Linked DNA regions of Neogale vison: all the other regions are linked to region 3. A link is a contact called in public Hi-C data. All regions are on one chromosome and are shown on one strand. Each heading gives the region's core, a stretch centred on a gene start, on an enhancer-like site or on the middle of the called end of the contact. The rest is flanking DNA. Distances are from core to core; before and after follow the strand shown. Region 1 holds the start of UBE2K (ubiquitin-conjugating enzyme E2 K). Region 2 holds the start of RPL9 (60S ribosomal protein L9). Region 3 holds the start of PDS5A (sister chromatid cohesion protein PDS5 homolog A).

Region 1 (3,487 bases), core at 738-3,237, 260 kb before region 3:
CCGTGGGTTGGGTCTCTGTCTTCCGCTCAGGTGGTGATCTCAGGGTCCTGGGATCCAGCCCCGCATCGGGCTCTCTGCTCAGCGGGAAGCCTTCTTCCCTCTCTCTCTGCCTGCATCTCTGCCTACTTGTGATCTCTGTCTGTCAAATAAAAACATAAAAATTAAAAAAAAAAAAAAAGATTCTCTCTCTTTTCCCCTCCCCCGCTTTCTCTTTCTCTCTCAAGGGGGAAAAAAAAAAAAAAAAGACCAAGTCCCTCTCCCCCCAAAATTACCATAGCCTTCTAAGTAGTCCCCCTGTGATTTGAGTGTTGCAAGTTTCTTTGAAGTTCCAAAATTAAGATTGGGGACGGAATGAAGGTGACAAATGTAAAGTACTCAAACAGTTTTTGCACACTTCAAAATGATTATGTTCAATGTACTGACACAGATACACATAGCATTGCATGAATTACATTATAGCAATGATTCATTGTACCATCACCCACACGTACAGTTGGTTCCTCTTAGGACCACTAGGGGGCTCTGCTGGAAGGGTTTATAATTTATGTTAGTCCACTTAGGGAGATGTTTCCAAATGATGTTTTAGAATTCTGACCTCTTAAAACTTGAAAGAGATCATCTAATCCAGCTTCCTTATTTTGTAGGTGAGGAAACAACGCTTGGCCAAGATAGCTAGCATGGAGGAGAGCTGGAATCAAATATCTCCTCTTGGTTCCTGTGGCAGAAGTTCAAGAACTTTTTTCCACATGCTTCCACTTGAATGATTCACTCCAGGGAGTATTTCCTTTTTGGTGCCATAATTTCAATAATTCTGCTAAGACTGTGTATTTGTGGTATTTTTCTAGGTGGATACTTTACTAATTGATTAGGTGAAAGAAGCTCATGAAATAAAAACTTCTAAATAACCTTTATTACTTCTTCCAGAATGTTCTATTTAAAGTACGGCTCAGCACCAAAACCATATTATTTACTGAAACCCTAGCAACGACTTTCAAATTGCCTTTCAAACTTACTTTCCACCTAAAACATTTTACTCTTATCTTCATTTGTTCATTTATTATTTATTGAGGGCCTACCAGTGCCAGACACTGTTGTAGGCCCTAGGCCTACAGAAGTAAAGCTACCATTCCTCCGCAAGAAGCCTCTATTTCTCCATTTTTCACTTAAATATACAAACTATTTTCACATGTTTTAGTTTAGTGGTTCTCATAGTGTAGCAGCAAGAGCAGCAGCATCTGAGAACTTGTTAGAGAAGAAAATTATTAGACCCACCCCACACTCTAGGGATGGGGGTCTAGCAACGTGTTTTGTTTTTTTGTTTTTTTTTAAACAAGCTTTTCAGGGATTCTGATGTACACTGGAGTTTAAACACTGTTAAAACTCGGTATTAATGATCTAAGGAGCTCAAAGATCAACATCTGGCTTCTAAATCCACCTCAGGCATCTACATGGAGTACCTGTTTCAGATACACGGGATGGGACCCAACAATGACCACTCTTTATTCAGTGACGTGTAGTACCTGGAATGATAGTATTAGCAGTGGCACTCTAATGCCTTCAGAACAAAAACGGACCGCAGTGGATTCTTCTGGGCTACACCAACAGAAAATGGGCCGGATCGAGTTCTGGAATGATGTTTTTATACACTAGACACAGTCAGGCACATTATGCCTGTGGGTTCTCGGTCTGGCTGAGTCAGGACGGCGCTCACAGGCGCTGGTAGCCGAGGGGGGGGGGTCCGTTATGTTGGGTTCAGCCTTCAGTCAGAGGCCATGGGTGGAAGCCCCAACCACACCACAGTGATTTGAAGAGAGGCGGAGGCACAAGAGAGGACCCGGGAGGCCCCGGCAGGGTTGGCCAGCGCGGAAGCCGCACCCTCCTGGCCCTAGACGCCGGCAGGGCGGAGCCGCGCGGCCGCAGCTCGGGCTGAGACGCGCGGCGCGGCGCGGCGCGGGCTCGCGTTTGAGGCGTATGGGGCTACAACGGGAGCGGCTGCGCCGCCCGGCCGGGTCACCGTCTTGCGCATGCGCGGACCCGGCGCCATTTTGGTGGCCGGGCGCGGAGGTGATTCCACACTGAGGAGAGCGCGGCGGCCGGGGTGGCAGTGGCAGCATTCGTGTGCTCGGGTGTGAGTCGCCGAGGGAGGAGGCGGTGGTGGAAGAGGTGGCGGCGGTGGCGGTGGTCGTAGCGGTGGCGGAGGAGGCGGGTACGAATCAGCTGCGGGCGGAGACATGGCCAACATCGCGGTGCAGCGAATCAAGCGGGAGTTCAAGGAGGTGCTGAAGAGCGAGGAGGTCAGAAATGAACTCCCGGACATCCCCCACCCCAGCCCAGGGCGGGAGGGTTCTTCCAGCGGCGACCCCAGTATCCCCGGTAGCCCCTGGGTGGCCCTCCTTGCGGTCGCCCTTCTGCCTGTGGGAGAGCAGCAGTCTCCCCCTGCTTCCGTCGCCTTCTCCTCCCCTCCCTGGGCCCTGGGATGGACCGCCTCGCGGGCGGGTGGTCTGGAGAGGAACACGGTTTTGGGGGGCAGATGGAGAGGGGGGCATTTCTTGGGGGAGGGTGTGAGCTCTGGAGAGAGCCCCGAGGCAGTGGCAACAGCTGGAAGTCTGGCTGTAGGGTGTGGAGGGAGCAGGCCGAGCCTGAGAAAACCCGGGAAGTGGGTTGGGGGAAGGGGAAAGGTGGTAACTGGATCCGGAGAGCTGCGCTGCTCAAAGGCCCACACTTTTAAGGGTATTCTACATTATGGCCTGTTTGGCCTCCACCGTCCTTTCCTTTGGGAAGGATCGGTGAAAGGCCTTAGGTTTTGATGAAAGAAGGACGTTCAGAGTTACTCCCTCCTTAGTTCGGTGTTGGGAGAGAAGAGGAGACATAATAGGATACTCTTTTATTTGAGTGGGAGATAAGGGAATTTTCATCTGAGGTAGGAAATTGATTCCAGATTAGATAATTACCTCATTTCCCCCGTCCCCAGCTCCCCAATTTCTAGGCCTCTTTTCTGTTGACATCAGAAGCTTTTTGATTGGGTGAAGGCAAGTTGTTTGGTGTATTAAAGGCACTTAAATATTATTCGTTAGGAAAAAATAATGGAGAGTATGAGTAGCTTATTTCAAAATATTGTTTACAAGTTATAGATCAGAGAGTCTCTCCTAAGGCAGTGCCTCTGTGACTGTTGTATTGTGCCATGAAACTTCATTATGATGTCTCTCATAGTTAACTTGATTCTTACTTTTGAAAAACAGCCCTATTAAAAACATGGGATTTCACCAGATCAATACATTATTATACCTCCTTATTTAGTAGGTTTGTTCCAGTGTATCTTACCTGAAATTATTAAAAATATATTTTTTTGTCTCAAGCTGCTCTTGAGTCTTGCAGAATTTACTCTGATGTTGGTCATATTTATTTATATAATTTAGTCAAAATATCCTTGTGATTTGACTCAAAACCATGCAAGTATAAGTACAATTTTTCATACCCAAATCAACAA
Region 2 (3,294 bases), core at 385-2,884, 460 kb before region 3:
AAAACGCCATTAGGCTACTATCAAGACCATCTGGTCTTCAGTCAACATTTATCACTTAATCCTCAAGACCCACAGATGCCGATTATAAACTGCCAAGATCACCTTTCCCCAAATACCTCCATGAACTACAGGCATAGTCTACGTTCTGCAGCAGACACTCGGGCTGCATGCACGCTGGACAGCAGAGAAGCCTCCCCTCCCGAAAGGAGGCCGTCTGACCCCTCTGCTTACCAGTGTAACGCCCTTGATCATGTTCTGCACGTGACTACAGATGGTGCGAACCGTAGCCAGCTCTTTCCTGTTCCCCCACCATTTGTCAACTCGGAGCTGTAACAGAACAAAAACTTCGTATGATTCCTTCCTGTAATACAGATCCACTTACTCAGGGAATTGCTCTGGATTCCAGCATTAGCCTTCATTAAAGCAATCACGTCTGAAGTCCTCTATTACGATCTTTTTTGATACTAGACGTCACAAAACACATTTCACAAGGGAATGCCAACCCAGAAATACTCATTTTTCAAGTTGCATCCTACTTCACTCCTAGAAAACTAACACATCAGGCTTCCAAGACCTGCCTGGTCCCTAAGATTCCTAATACTGTCACCCACTGGTGACAGTATTAAGATCCTGATGCTGACGACGACTACGGTACTAACACTGAGCTTTATCATCAGAATTCGCTCTCCCGACCTCACTGAAGCAGTCCCGCGGACACTAGCCACACCATCCCACACCCTATTTCAAGCTAAAACGAGGAATCTCGATTCTGTCATTCCTACAGCCACCAAATCCGGGGTTACTACATCACTCCCTTGCACCCCAGCCACGGATGGGTCGGAAGAGGAAACAGAACACGACACGAGCCGCATCTCACCCTCTTCTTTTTCTTTCCAAGAAGACTGAGTTCTACGTTGATGTGGTTGAAGTCCCTTCGCAGGGTTCCTCTGGGGCCCTTCACGATCACCGTGCGTCCCTTCAGGGTGATGTCGACTGAAAGAGAGCATCGGTGAGGCCTCGGAACCAGGTACAAAGCAGGCAGTAAAGACCAAGAGGAGCACAAACATCAGGTCTCATACCATTCTCCGGGATGTCGACCGTCTGATTGCTGAGAATGGTCTTCATCCTGAAACACAGACCCTGGGGTTACGAGGCCGGCGCGGGGCCTGTCTGCGGCCACACCACCCCGCACGGAGCTCCGCTGCCCCCGGAGACCCGCAAGCAGAACCCCCGGGGCGGACACAGGACGACCCACCCGGAGAACGGCCCCCGCCGAGTCCTGCCCAGGAAACGGAGGCTGCTAGGCAGGGGCTATGAGCACAGCGGGCGAACTCCCGCTCGGCGCACCCCTAGCAGTCATTACGGCGGCGCCAGCCCGGCAAGGCTGAGGGGTGGGGGCAGGCCCACAAGCCCAATACAGTTCTCGAATCCCAAGGCCGCCAGATCCATATGGCGCTCGCCGCGCCGGGAAACGACCAACACAGAGGATGCGAGCGCCAGACCCGGACCCCGGGCTTTCCCCGAGCCGATGGCTTCAGATTCCCAAAACACAAATTTCCGAAACAACCTCACCTCGCAGTAGATGCGGCAAAGAGAGAGCGTCGTTCGTCATCACGTTCTTGTAACCCGTCTGGGCCCTGCGTATGACGTCATGAGCGCGCGACCCTACCAGGCTAAAGCAGCCAATCGCGGAGCAGCTCAAGTACCGCTGGGTCTGCGGTGGCTCAGGTTCCTCGTCATAAACCGAGCGACGGTGTGTTGATCTGTCTTTCCCAGGAATTAGTGATCCCTCGACCCTCCTAGGAAAAAAAAGAGAGGGATGTCTCTACGCTGCGGGGGCGCCGCCTGCACCGTGGGGCCCCGGGTGAGCGGCGGGGCGAGCAGGGTGCGGGCCCGGGGTGGAGGGGCTCCCATCTCTTTAGAGCGCCCAATAATAAGGCCAGCACTTACTAACGTTTACTTGAGCTAGACGCTGTTCTAAAATTTTTCATGTAGTATCTCATTTAATTTTCCCGACACACGATCGTGTAGAGTCTCTGGTATTGGTTTGTAGGTCTCTCTGGCAGGCGATGAGCGGTTTCCCCCCCGCCAACCCGCCCCGCGTATCAGAGTGATCTGAACCCTGTATTATTAGTTGGAGCATTATAGGAGCACGGCGTTGAGCACGCCAGATTCCTACTTTGTGTTCGGGTCTGTCTTTCTACTAGACATCGTTCTGGGCAGTGAGAACAAAAGCCTGTGTTCTGCCTTTAGAGGTAGAGTGATCCAATGCAGTAGCAATACCGCAACACCCCAACAGGCATTCTTTTTTAATTGTTGAAGGTTCTCTTGCGTTGCATGTACTGACTCGTGAATTTTAGTGTTTTGGCTATCTTGTACACGTTCGTGTTCAGATCTAGAAGCCAGTGTTTTCTTATGGTCAACAAATGGACTACCATGTTCAAAAATAGAATGTAATCTAAAAAATTAAAACATTAGGTTTGGTTTCCCTCCTTCCAGTTCTTTAAAACCAACTGAGCGTTACCTCTACGTTTTAACACTATGCCTATCCAAAGCCCAGATAGGAGAGACTTAATGCAAATTTCCTTTCATACGTCCTTGACTCGACTCAAGAGTGGAAAATTCAGAGCTGTGGCATCCCCAGTTATTGCAGTTTAAACTGTATGAAAGACAGACTTTTAGTAGTTAAGTGGGTCACATGAAAGTGTGACATGTTAGCCAGGTCCAAAGGTTTCCAAATCTGTTGTATCTCTAGCAGTAAACTGTTAGCTCCCATTCTCTTTTAGGTTTCCTTTGTTCTTGATACTTAAATCCTAGATTCTGAGCTCCTACACAAAGCTTTTAAATTGTTCGACATAATTTCTGTATCATTTCTCTGGTTTTACCCTCTCTTTTAGGTATTAAAGGAGGTTCCAACTAAGTTACTTCAAATCTCACTAAAAACATGTCCTAATGAACTCTCTTTAGATATTTGGAAGATATTTATGCAGTCCAGTCAGAGCAGTAAGTTCCTTGCCAGATAAAAAAAAGGAATTCTTACAAAATGGACCAGGCCTTCAAGATTTTTTATCTGGTGATCTTGTGGACAAGAGCAAGTGGGATGAATATAAAGGAAACTTAAAACGCCAGAAGGGAGAAAGGTAATTGAAATTTTGAGATAAATTCCTTCATTGTGCATTATATTCATGTATAACCAAGCCCTAGATTATAAATTAAATCAGACTTGGCAAATTGAGCTAAAAATCATTAGAAGTGATACAGACATAGAACAGGTAAATAGCTGAAATTGTTGGA
Region 3 (3,444 bases), core at 450-2,949:
AGAAATGAACGGAAATTGGAACCCTCCTAGGCAAGCTATTGCCTCCATTTAAGGTTGTAAGCTACTCTGAACAGGATTTTCATAAATATTTCTAGAAAAAAGTTATTTAAAAAGCACTTAAATTCTCATGTTTGAAAAAACAAGCACATTCCCTTTAATGTCCCATAACGATTATATTCCTACAGAACTATTCAAAGATACAGCCAAGAAAGAACAATACCTTTCAGAGAGAGTAAAAAAACGAGATGATAAAATACCTAAAAAAGCCTGGGTAGGTGAAACTGTAAAGGCCAGGCCTAGCAGTGCAGTAATACCACAGGACAGAGCACCCCCTGCCACAAACGTCTGAAGTGTGAACACTGTGTCCAGTCGCTTACCTTCAGTCGCTTGATCATTTCATCCGTGGTGATCTTGTCGGTGATCTCCTTTACCCCCGGAGGGTAAGCGATCTTCCCGTCTGCACTCACGACGCCACAGAGGGCAGTGGCAGGCTTGGGCTGCGCGGTGAAGTCCATCCTGGGGGACAACTTTTCTTTCACAGTCCTCTACCGGCCTCTATCGGTCAGAAAACAAAAGTTCAGCGAGAAAAGGGAGACTTTGTAACCTCTTTTTTCATTTCAAAAATCTCTAATCTGCAAAGGGCCCTTTCTCCGGGAAGGCCGGGGGACTCGGCGGCGGCCCCGCCACTCGCCCCTCCCCGGGCCTGGACCCTGGTGGCCGCCCCGCCACCCCCACTCCCGCGGGCCCGGCCAGCCCCGCCAGCCCCGGGCCCACGGGGCTCTCCGGCCCCAGCGGCCGCGGGAAGCGCCGAGCAAGCGCCAGGAGTTTCCCATTCCGCCGTTCACAATGAAAGCCTCCCCCAAGCACCGAGGTCCGAAGTTTGGCAGCATCCCGAGCCCGGCGAGGCCCTCACGGCCCCCGCTCGGCCGGAGAGAAGCTCCGAGTCCCCGCCCGGCCAGTCCCCTCCGGGAAAGGAGACGCGAGGCCTATAGGGCTCGGCTTAGGCCGCAAAACTAGGGACCCAACCCGACCCACACGCTACGGTGGCTCCGGGAAACGAACGCCTTTGCCGGGCCGAGCTTCGGGACCCCCGGCGTCCCCGCCACGCTCCCGCCCCTCCCCTGTCCCGCGGGAGGGGAAAACAAGCCGCCCTCCACCCCAAACCCCACGCCAGGAAGCGGCTGACGCGGCTCCGCACTTCACATTTTGTTCCTTCAACTTCGGCGGAGGGGCCCCGGCGGCTTCTCTCGACCCCGAGTGCTCGGCGCCGTCCGGCGCTGCCGAGGCCTTACTGGCACCTCCGGGCAGCCCCGCCGGGCCTCGGTCCCGCGTCCCCCCCCCCCACCCGCCCGCTCTGGTCTCCCCTTCCGTCCCCTCCCTCCACCAACCGAGGGCGGGAGCCGAGCCGCCGCCGCCTTTACCTCCTCCTCCTCATGCGGGCGGAAGGTGCATCGAGCTCCCGGGCCTCTGTCAGGTGGTTGCGCCGCCGCCCCTCGTCGGGCTGCACACAAAGCGGCTCCGCGGGTCCCGCCGCCGCCGCCGCCCGCCCCGGAGCGGCGCTGGGGCTGGCGGTGCCGAGGAGGAGCAGCCGCCGCGGGGGGAGACGCGGGGCGAGTGTGTGCTGGGCGGGGAGACACTGCCGCTCTCCGTCTGGCCGAGGAAGAGCAGCCTCCGAGAAGGCTCCTCCGGGAGCGTGTGCGCCCGTGTCCGCCCGAGACCCCCGCGGCCCGCCCGCCCGCACCTCGCGCCGGCCGGGTCCGCCGACCGGGACCCGGACGCCCCTCGCAGCGGCGCGCGCCCGGCCGTCCGTGCCCCCGGGAGCCGGCCCTTCGCGCACACACCAGTCGGTCACGCGAGCGGTGCGAGAGCACGCGAGAGCAGGGCGCGCGCCTCGCTCCCTCCCCTTCCTCCGCCGGCCGTGCCTCCGCCTCCCTCGGGCCTGAGGCGGCCGCGCGCGGGGCGGACAGCGCCGCCACCCGGTTGGCGCCAAGACTTGTCGCGCGGAGCGCCTCTGGGAAGATTGGACCCAAAGGGCAGGCCGAGGAGGGGCCCCTGTGGCGGGAAGAGAACCCGGTCCCAGAGGCCCCTGTGAGGGCAGGCAAGACGAGATGAGCTTTACGTTACGCCGCGAAGATGAGTTCATGACTTTTGGGGGTCATCCTGAGAGGCATGGACGGAACTGCTTGAAAGACGGTTAATTACTCGGTGAAAATGAACTAATTTCCTCCCCAGGAACAGAAGAGCTGCAAACTGAGGAAAAGTTTTACAACATGGCACGACGTGAGCTACTCATTCTTGTTCCTTCTGAAAGCCACAGGAGTTTTTGCCTTCCCCTCTTTGCATTTCTAAAATTAATAGTTTGAAAGATAGAAAATACGAAAGTAGCTTTGAGTCGAATAGTTCTCAAAGAATGGTCTGAAACGTAGGTTCCTGGGCTCCACTCCCAAACCTAGAGAACAAGGATCTCTGAGTGACACCCAGAAGTAAGCGTATTTGCAAATTAGCTAGATGGTTCTTGTGAATATAGAAATAGAAATATTTCTTAAAAATGTTTTAAATATACCCAGAATAACTTTTTCTTTTTTCCAAAGGATAAAATGCAGTGGGTTTGAACATTTTAATGTTAAAAAAAAAAAAAAAAAAGGCAAATGAACCTCAGGTGCTCATGTATCAGAAGATGAAGTTGAAAAAAGAATGGAATAATACGAAATAGCATTCAGCTTTTGAAACTGATCACTACCATAGTTTAAGATTATATTCGGTTGTATTCGATTATTATTTTTGATGAATATCCACTGGTCTTTTCCACATCCTTTACTTGGTCTGAAAAATATTAAAGGTAATGTACTCACTGAATTGTTTTTCAGATATTACACAAGGGAGCTCTCATCTTGGAATGGAACTGGCCATAGTTGCTCATTTGCTAGAACTACTCAAAAGTCAGTGCTTTGTTCTTGGGCATTTAGAGTAGCAGACAATCCATTTAAGTTCATCTTCATTCAAACAACTGAACTTACCAAAACCTACTCTCCTTTAAGTGCTCTCTCTCAAAGTGTTTTTTTTTTTTTTAAAATCTGTCACAAATAACAGAAGAGTGATACTTTTCATTTTATTTTTTTATCCGAGTAATTTACCCGTTATTAAATGGAATTTTATATATGCTTATAAGTTTTAATTTTACACAATTTATGATTTTTTAATATGTTTGACATTATAAACACTCACAAGATTAGTAAGCCCTAAGGATTACAACCCGTAAGTAAACTAAATTTAGGGGTGCCTGGATGGCTTAGTTGGCTAAGGGACCGACTCTTGATTTTGACTCAGGTCATGGTCCCAGGGTTGTGAGATTAAGCCTGGTATTGGGCTCTGCACTGGACATGGAGACTGCTTGAAATTCTCCTTTTTTTTTTTTTTAAGATTTAATTTATTTATTTGACAGAC

The links. A called contact is a pair of places that touch in the nucleus more often than the background predicts.
Region 1: a Hi-C map of muscle shows a contact between it and region 3, with 16 times the contacts expected there. The contact joins the promoter of UBE2K here to the promoter of PDS5A in region 3. A contact is called at or near these places in 2 of 3 Hi-C or Micro-C datasets (fibroblasts and muscle).
Region 2: a contact with region 3 is called in a Hi-C map of fibroblasts, with 9 times the contacts expected there. The contact joins the promoter of RPL9 here to the promoter of PDS5A in region 3. A contact is called at or near these places in 2 of 3 Hi-C or Micro-C datasets (fibroblasts and muscle).

What each region holds. Positions count from the first base shown.
Region 1 is chr11:35,475,424-35,478,910 of ASM_NN_V1, reverse strand. It overlaps UBE2K (ubiquitin-conjugating enzyme E2 K), which reads left to right and starts at 1,987. Exons shown (of 7, transcript XM_044224452.1): 1 at 1,987-2,294. The coding sequence starts at 2,025.
Region 2 is chr11:35,680,724-35,684,017 of ASM_NN_V1, reverse strand. RPL9 (60S ribosomal protein L9) reads right to left here and starts at 1,634. Exons shown (of 8, transcript XM_044224490.1): 1 at 1,573-1,634; 2 at 1,080-1,126; 3 at 878-993; 4 at 232-327. The coding sequence starts at 1,125. It overlaps LIAS (lipoyl synthase, mitochondrial), which reads left to right and starts at 1,718. Exons shown (of 11, transcript XM_044224488.1): 1 at 1,718-1,864; 2 at 2,968-3,140. The coding sequence starts at 1,820.
Region 3 is chr11:35,218,974-35,222,417 of ASM_NN_V1, reverse strand. It overlaps PDS5A (sister chromatid cohesion protein PDS5 homolog A), which reads right to left and starts at 1,699. Exons shown (of 33, transcript XM_044224443.1): 1 at 1,422-1,699; 2 at 378-555. The coding sequence starts at 515.